Linked DNA regions of Rattus norvegicus: region 2 is linked to region 1. A link is a contact called in public Hi-C data. All regions are on one chromosome and are shown on one strand. The core of a region is the stretch at or near the end of the contact, and the rest is flanking DNA. Distances in the headings are between cores, read along the strand shown.

Region 1 (4,798 bases), core at 346-2,845:
CCTTGGAGCCTCTGAAACTTAAGGACGTAATGTGTGGACTCAGAGGAGAGTAGAAGGCAGGACAGGGGACTAAAGGAGATTCAGAGAGGATTTCTAAGGATCACAGTGGGATTTTACTGCTGGCAGGCATGGAGATCCGGTCACTGTACAGATACTTTGAGAATCTGCATGTCCCTTCCCTGGGAGCTAGAACAATGCGGCTGGCCAACTCTCCCCTCTTATTTTCTTATTTTCTTTCAAGAGAAGCAGAATCTAACCAAGCAGAAAAGACTACTTTTAGGCAAAGTCATATAAATGCCGCGAAGAGAATGGGACGACCCCGTGGAGAATGGCGGGGAGAGGCAGAGGTGCTTAACTGGGATGGTCAGGGAGGAGCTGTGCCTAAATACTGAGGACTGGTCCTATGGAGACTTGTAGGAAGGAACTTCCAGAAAAGGATGGATGAGATGCCTGTGTCCCACTCATGATCCAGGACTCTGGATCACAGTTGGGGAAGTCCGATTAGAGAGCAAGGGATGGCCTGAAGAAGCAGCAAGGCTGGTGAAGGTGGGATGGACGGACCGTCTTTTCCCTCGGATACACGGATACACGGGGAGAAAGAACCGCCCGAGAGCCAAGCGGGAGAATGACTTTCTGGTTCCCTCCTGCAGGTTGCAGTGCTGAGCTACACCGATGGGAAGAGTCACGTGAACAGGACTTGTACAGAATGCCCCCTTCTTCGAGGAAGCCACCTTGGTCTACCAGAGGTCATACCCCCTTTCCTGATCTCTTAGTTTTCCAGCTGACGGATTAATTCTGCTTGGAACCCGTATCTCTCCCATGGTTTGTACCTGAGCTGGGTCCCATCAGCTTGGTTCTGGTCTTGTGGTTCTCCGTTCTGGAGCATGCAAAGGCCCTAAGTCAGGGAATGGGTCTGACTGGCGTTCTGATTGGAAGTTCCAACCAGAGCGAAGGGGAGGTGACTGTGTTTCTTATCTCAAGTGTCTTGATCCATTATCCACTCACTCCTGACCATTTTAACCTGTGCCAGGCCCTGTAATCCGTGCCAGGGAGCCTCCATTAGGTCTACCTCGCCACGCCCTGGCATCGGGGCTCCCAGCGTTGTGGCGGTCCTCTTCCTCTTGTTTTCAGGTTCTATGTCCCAGGACAGGAAGACGCTCAACCTCCGAAGCCCCCATCTATTCCTGACCTCAGGTTCCGAGCGGTGCTGCCCCTAACCCCGAGTCCCGCGCGTCTTCGAGAACTTATAGCCAGCGGGAACGCGGCGCGCCCCGGGGCCCACATCTGGTAGTGCGGGCGCGCGCGTGTCACTAAGACGCTCATTCACCGGCGCAGCTGTCGCCATAACAACCGGAGCCCGGGAGTCCTGGCGACGCTAGGGCGGGGGTTGGGGGCGGCGACCTCGGGAGGGACCCGGCGGGAGCGGGGGGCGGTCCACACAGGCCGGGCGCTGCAAGCTCACCCGCGGGCGGGAGGGCGCCACGCACGTCGCCGCGGCCGTCCCCGCGGGCGGGGACCGAGCCCGTCGCCGAGCCTCCGAGCAGCCGCGCGCCGAGCCCCGACTCTATGGCCCGCGGGGAGCGCGCCGCCGCTGCGCCGCCCACCCGCAGCCGGAACCCGAGCTCCAGCACCAGGCAGAGCGCAGCGGCGCGCGCCGCGGGCCGGGGCCCAGGGGCCCGGCCGCCCCGGGCGCGGGGCATGGGAGCCCGGTAACCCGGCGGTGCGAGGACCCCCGCGGCGGGCAGGACCCGCCGAGCGAAGACCGCCAAGCCCAGGGAGAGCCAGAGACAGCGAACCGCCCGCCCCCAGCCGCAGCCCCGCCAGGGCCCTCCCCCGGCGGCGCGCACCCGCGCGCGCACACACTTGCACACCTTTCCTCCGCTTGTGCCCAGCCTCGCCTGGCCCCCGCCGGAGCACCCCAGGGGGGCCGATGCCATGGGTAACAACTTCTCCAGTGTCTCCTCTCTGCAGCGAGGAAACCCCAGCCGTGCGTCGCGGGGCCACCCCCAGAACCTCAAAGGTAAGCTTCGCCGGCCGGGGCGCAGCGGCAGGGAGGGCTACGGCGCAGGTGGAGTGGTGGGCAGAGGTGCGGTTGGGGACGACCGGCAGGTGCCACCTGTTGTGTGCATTTGGACGGCGGGAGAGGCGCTTCTGACGGTGGAGGTGGGCTGCGGTAGCAGCTGACCGGTGCTGACCGTGGAGATGAGGGAGGATGGCGGTCGGTGGGGGTCTGCGCAGGTCTCCCTATCTGCCCGGGCGACGTCACTGGAGTCCCCTCCAGTGATGCTAAGCAGTGAGGAGAGGTGGGAAAGACATTTGCGGGCTGGATAGGGCAGTGTGGAGGGAAACCTAGGTTCTCCAGATGAGCCTCCCAAGAGAGTCACCCTCGTCTGCTTTGCATCTGCCGAGGACTGGGGGAGATCCCGCTGGAAGCACTAGCTGCGTTTCCATCTCTAGAGGGTCTTAGAGATCCGGGACTAAAAGGGCAGGAGCGTGCTCCCGGGGTCTTTTGCGTTGGGTGATCTTTTGCACCGAATGAGTCGGGTTGCTATTTATTTATTTATTTTTAGTGCACCCAAAGACAAACTATCTGATCTGAACCCTAGAAAGAGGGGCAGGGAGCTTCCAAACGGATGGACCTTTATCGGGAAGGTTTGCTATCTATAGCCCACCATCCATCCAGCATCCCCTGGGGGAGGCCCTAGGCTCAGCTCTGGGCCTTCCAGCTTCCAACATGTCTCTGACCTTTGGAAGATGCTGCTCGGTTTCCTAGGCGCCTGAACCCAGCTAATTCTCTCTGGAAAGATAATTGTTTTCATCGTTATCAGAGCCAGGTTGCAGTTAGTTCTAGGGGCACAGTGATAGCTAAAAGTCCCGGGGCTTTCTAGCCAATAGCAACAACAATAAAAAAAAAAAAAAAAAGAAAAAAAGAAAAAAGAAAAAACAAACCCCGAAACATGAAACAAGAAAACTTACTTCCTCAGTCTCCAGGATATGGCTAGGGTAGTAAGAGTGACCTTTAACCCAGAGCCTTGGTGATTGCTAAGAATGTTCACAGGCACCGTTTCAGGGAGCGCAGAGGCTTCTCTGGTTAGTCAGCAGAGCAGCAGTAACCATATCCATTTTATAGATGAGGGGAACTGAGGCTTGTTCCTCGAGTTAGAAACAGTTAGGCTTCAGACCCTAGAGGCTTGGAACTCCTGTTTCTTCCTGATAGGCAGTTAGCTTCAAGATGGAGAAGGGGTGACAGACATACCCCTGCCTGTGTTCTAATCACGTCTTTCATAACTTCTTCTCCACCCTGCTCAGGAAAATCAGCGGGTCTTGGTGGATTTATGGAAATTAATATGGCGGCACACGCACAGGTCCTTTTAGAGTCGTGTTTATTGACCTTGTGATTCCTCACAGAACTGATGGGGGAGGGAAATGGAGATGCAGGTTGTACTTACAGCCATTAGGATGCTCCTGACAGTATCACTTAGACTAGGAAATCAAGCTAAATGCCTGGGAATCATGGTATTGCCTTTTGGGGGAGGATTGTATTTTCAAAGACTCTGATGACTTGGGGAAGTGCTCACAGCATAGGAACGGTGTGTAAAGCTGCGAAGACTTTGTGACCCCCCTCCCCTCTGTGATTCCCATTTTGTTAAAAGGCAAATCGAAAGGAAAAACCAGTGATCACAAATATATAAGAGTCAAGAAGGAACATTTCTTAAAGGTTCTAGGTAATGAATCATATGGGATTTTCCTCCTATTTCATTTATTTATGTTTTCTTTTTAAAAAATGTGTGCAATAAAAATAAATTATTATCTTAAAGTATATATATATTTTTTTCCTTAGGTTCATGATGTTTTATGTTGATGAGTGCTACCCCCTCCCCCTTATTTTTATATCGAGGGCCATCTGTGTAACCAGTGGGTTAGGGGCTATGAGCTGGTGTCTGCTGAGGTCACTAGTGGATGTGCCACTGATGGCAGTGACTCCCCTTTTCCCTGGATCTGTCTGTAGGAAACAGTTAAGTGGTGAGGGATGGGGCCCGAGTCCTTCCTCTGTCCTTGGCTGCCCATGGATGGGATGGGAAGACCCAGTACATTCGTCTGTAGTTGTTGAGAGTTCATGATCACAATGACCCGTATTTCCCAGGAGATGCTATTTCACAGCCCTTCCTATACTGAGCCTCTTAGAGTCTTTCTGCTCCCCCTTCCTTAATGCTCCCTAAGCCTGGATGGAGTGATCACAAATGTCTTATTCAGGGCTGAGCTGTCACCGATTCTCAGCACCCTGTGAAGCCATAGATCTCTGCCTTTAGCACAGATCACCAGAAATATTCTGATTAAGGCAGTGTGGTAACGGTCTAGGAATATAAACATATGTTTGGAAGGTAGGTCAACACTATGTCACTTTGGCAAAACAACAGGACCCCTAGATTCTGTGACCCCACCCACTATGAGCTTTAGAGGGGGTTTACAGAACCAAGTATAGATTCCCTTCTGTGGAGTGGGCCTCAGATCCAAGCATAAAGTTGGTTACTTCTATAACAGTTGTACCACTGTTGCCCAAGTGGGCTGTACCTTGCCTAGCACTTTGGTCTCATTGTTGGTAGGACTCACAGCTATGTAAAAGCACTTGTATCTTTTTTCCCTCAAAGGAGCTTATATAGCACTTCCTGTACTACAGAAGCTTGCGACTAGGGAGGAGGGTTCCAGTTCAGTTCCAGCTTGGCCTCTTTATTTCATGAAGGTGTGTGGTACCTCCAGCAATAGAATCTTAGTGTCTAGTTCTGATGGACAGCCAAGA
Region 2 (4,209 bases), core at 780-3,279, 74 kb after region 1:
CCGGTTTTGGGATGGGATAGACATTGGGGATGCTGTGCTGATGAGGGCCTCTCCCTCCCCCACCCTCTCTGACAATTCTCCTTCCTTTTTACTTAAAAAAGAGTAATTCAGTCCAGTGAGGCAACACACACATGTGGGAAGCTGAGGCAGGAAGTTGAAGTCATACTCAGATATATAGCCTAGAGATCCTATTTCAAATTCAGTGTTCAAATCCAGTGTTCCTTCTACCCCCACATCTTACTGTTCCTTCTTCAGAGACTCTTCCAAACATTTTCTTCTTCTCATCTCAAATCTTGTCAAGGTCTGGGCACCAAACCTTCCGCTCCTCCACCTGGACTTTCCCCCCTCCCCTGGTGTAGCATGATACATCTTCCCTTGAACACCTAGGGCATGTGCATATCTAAATGGTTTGTGTGGTGCCTTGTCCTGCTTTCTAAGGTGGCATTCATTCTCTGTACACAGGAGAAGGTGTTGTACGTGTTTTGCAGAGAGGTCTAAGGACCTCAGGTGGTAGTGTCTTGTCTGAACCAGAGGCCTAGGCAGCCTTGCCTTCCAGCTTCTCTACTTCTGAGTCCATCTGTGTTCCTTCTTAAGTCTGAATGGCCACCTCCTGGTGGTCACTAAGGACCTGTTGTGTCTGGAGCTCAAGGTAGGAAGGATGTTTGGCAGAGGAGGCTACCAGAGTTTCAGCGGTATTGGCCCAAGAAAGAGGTAAGGGGATCGCAGGGTATCTGACTCAGCAGCGAGGGCAGGTCTGACTGCTTGTGTTCGTCACAGAGTCTCAAGGGCTGCATCTGGCTCTCCTGTCCCAAAGCAGATTGCCTGGGTTGCATGGGATCATGTCCCTGGGACTGCCAAACCGGGACCGTCTGTCACCTGCAGAAAAGGCAACGCCACATTTCTACCTAGTGTGTCACTGCCTCCAGATGTAGTTCTAGGGCCCTTGGTAAGACCTGCAGGGGTGAGAGGGTCATAGTGGAACCTGAGGGGAGGGAGGAGCTGGGTCCTGTACAACTGGGGACCAGGCCCTCATTTCAGAAGAAGGAGAGCGCGTCTCCTCTCCAAATTAAGACCTGGCCCAGCTGCTTGCAAGCTGTGGGTAATTCCCAGCATCTCTTGCCTTAAACTCTGGATTCCTCGGGCGTAATTATACATGCCCCACTTAGCTCTCAGGTATCTGCAGAGGCTCACAGATACAGGGAAGTGTTTATGATGTGAGACGTGGTTTTATCTTTAGCTTAAAAAAGAATACCCAGTTTGCCTCATTTGCCATGGTCACCATCGCCGAATAGAAAACCCCATGCCAGTCTTTTAACACGAAGGGAAAACCTGGTAATGTGAGTTCCCTGGGTTAAGATCTGTGGGTCCCCAGTGGAATTCTCTGGAACCCTGTGGCTCTCCAGAACATTTCTGAGACAGTGAATGAGGAGACAGGGTCACGGTGCCTGCCTGCCAGACTTCAGCCACAATGTGTGGTAGTCCTGGAACAAAGATATCCTTGCCTTAGAAAGAAAAAAAAATGAACCATATGACGTGGGTGTCCCTGTTCACACCTAGCCATCCTAGCCATCGGAAAGCTGATGCAGGGGGATGGCTATCCAGGTCACCTGAGATACAAAATCCTGTCTCAAAAACTAAGAACACAAAACCAAGTTCAACCACCCACCAAAAGACAATGACCGAACAAAGCAACAGAAGTTTGAGAGGCCACTACATCAAATGATCTCCAGGAGCCTCTGGCTCCCTTGATTCAGCCAAAGAGTCTGACTTGGAGTGATTCTGGAGGAGTCTATGCTTCCCTTGGGGACCTCAGAAATCGTGTTTGTTTTTGCTGGGCGGCCCGTAGCTGAGTTTAAAAGGAGAGGGTGGAGGCTGGTGTGGTTTTCAGAGCACTGCCCAGAGGTCCATCTGAGCTGTGTACTTCCTCCATGGCTCCTTCCCCTGCTTGGGTCAGTCACAGACCAGCAGGCCGATGTTTATGGAGACAGTAAATGTGCTGGCAACACCTTCCAAACAGGGGCTGGCTGCTGCGCCCTGTGGTTAAAGATTACCCAGTGCTGCGGATGTGAGAATCCAAACAAACACGTCTGGGCTGGTGGTGGCCCAGCTTCAAAAGAGGCCTCCATGGCGGTGTCAAAACCCTGCCGTGGTGGGCCTATGCAGCTGGCTGTGTGTTGAAGGGCTGGGTGGGCTCTGAGGGAGAGCTGGCCCGTGGCTCTCATCGCCAGCCAACGTACCGTGGCCTGGCTCAGGTTGACCTCCATGAACTTGCCGGCAATCTTACACCTCACATGCCTGTCCCCAGCTGCCCATCCTGCTGCTGAAGCAAAGTCCTTCCCTGACCCTCTCCGAAAGAGAGGATGAGCACCTCAGTCAGAGTTGGAGAGCTTTATTCAAGGTGACATTTGTCCCAAAGGAGAGACTCCGAGGGTCCCCCTGAGGTATGTTCTACCACACAAAAGTCTAAACCAGGAAAACTTTTCTGTTTCAAGACAGGGTTTCCTGTAGCCCAGGCTGACTTCAGATTCATTATGCACTGTAGGATGAATAACCTTGAGCTTGACCTTGAACTTCTGATGCTTCTGCCCCCCACCTCTGGACTACTCGGATTACAAGTGTGAGTCACCGAGTCTGGCCAGTTAGGTTCTGGATATCAAACCCAGAACTTGCATTTTTAGGTGAGCACGCTACCGACTGAGCTATGTGCCCTGCCCAAGGAGAATTCCTTTTCTGACAGGGTTAGAGAAGAGGGGCTAGGAAGGTTTTTGAGGTGGTGAGCTTCCCGTCTCCAGGGGCATTCTAGGCAAGGCTGAGTGAGAAGCTGGCTGGGGCATACAGGTTGCCTGGTCCCACACCTCCTCACTTCCTTTGAGCTCCTATTTAATCTGAGATGCTAAGATTACTGGAGCCATGTCTAATTTGGATTCTTCCTTCTCTAAGCCTGAACTAGCTGTCTGCTGATTCCCAAGACACGGAGCCTGCCCTGTCTTCTGTCTATGGGTTCGTACAGTACACAGCCTGGCGGGGCCTGGTTATTGCTGCTCTGAGCCAGAACCATTGCCAGGCACCAGAATTGGCAGGCACCGAAAGGGCATGGTGCACAATGGCTGAGCAGCTCCTTTCAAGGTCTTGTGCCACATCTGCCTCCATCCTCACCCCTCCTGAGTGGGCAGCGTCTCTCCAGCACTGGTTATATAATGCATTGCTTCCAAATGCGGGGCCACACCGTGGCTTGTGCTTCCGGGTTACCCATGTCCTGGGAGAGTCCCAAGGAGTTCTCTTGGATTGGGGGCTAGACACGGCTGCGTCCCATCTCCCATCTCCATGTTAGCTTGCCCGGGGGCCCTTTGCCTCTGCCATGCGGTGGGTGCTCTGCGTCTCAGGTTGCAACTATTTCGGGGCCTTGCACAGCTGACCCGCTGCTGGGACAATTATTTGGAGCCTGCTGGCTGCCCACAGCTGTTCCCGCTGAGTGCTGGAGAGGAAGGGGAGAAGACATTCTTAGGCTGAGTCTGGCCACTCCCAGCTGCTCCTGAGCCTCAGCTCCCAGTTCAGCAACATTTATAAGGCCACTTCCTAGCGCCGTCCGTCTGTCTGTCTGTTTGTCTGAACCCCAGAGCCTTGTGCATGCTAGGCATGTACTTTGCCACGGGCCACGCCCCCAGGCCAAAATGCTATTATTTGAAGTTATTTGGGCAACGGGGGTTCTGCCTGCTGTGGCCTGTCAGAACTTGTCAGGGCAGGCGTGTGCCTCCACTCTGTGGGTCCTACCATCGCATTGCTTCCGCGAAGTTGCTTACCGATAGCTGCGACTTGAGTGAGCTTACCCGAAGATGGGGTACAGCTTCGCCCAGTCCCCAAACCCAAGACCCTGAGACCCTCCCAGGCTGCCAGCTAAGTTACCAGGTAGAACATTTAACACCGGGTCTGGAGTGCCCTAGAGCTCATGGTAACATGGAAACTGTGGCTTGTGTCACATGTGCCGGGTCCTCTACCAGGTACCGGGTCGGCCTTATCACGTCCCTACAGTGTCCTTCCAAGATGAGCCTCAAAATACAGCTTTCTATAGGTCAGCCATGCCTCTCGCAGCTGAAGAGAAAGGATCTCATGAGGTTATGCTGTGTGTCCTTATGCGGTTCTTAAAGCAATGGCAGAGTCGAGATCTGGACCCAGGCTGACCACTTCAAATGCACCACACTCGACTTTGTT

Evidence for each region. A called contact is a pair of places that touch in the nucleus more often than the background predicts.
Region 2: a contact with region 1 is called in a Hi-C map of kidney, with 3 times the contacts expected there. The contact joins the enhancer-like site here to the promoter of Neurl1 in region 1. A contact is called at or near these places in 10 of 12 Hi-C or Micro-C datasets (the A7r5 cell line, Schwann cells, frontal cortex and 5 more) and 1 of 1 datasets of contacts at active chromatin or transcription factors (oligodendrocytes).

What each region holds. Positions count from the first base shown.
Region 1 is chr1:256,006,565-256,011,362 of GRCr8, forward strand. It overlaps Neurl1 (neuralized E3 ubiquitin protein ligase 1), which reads left to right and starts at 1,596. Exons shown (of 6, transcript NM_001401624.1): 1 at 1,596-2,020. The coding sequence starts at 1,936.
Region 2 is chr1:256,080,077-256,084,285 of GRCr8, forward strand. The region is part of intron 3 of Neurl1 (neuralized E3 ubiquitin protein ligase 1); the gene reads left to right. Among named protein-coding and RNA genes, the nearest start is that of Neurl1, 74 kb to the left of the region's middle. Within about 2 kb of position 2,030, at least 6 of the 93 cell types and tissues checked have an H3K27ac peak or open chromatin away from gene starts, as enhancers often do. A contact at or near this core is called in kidney and liver, where this site is marked.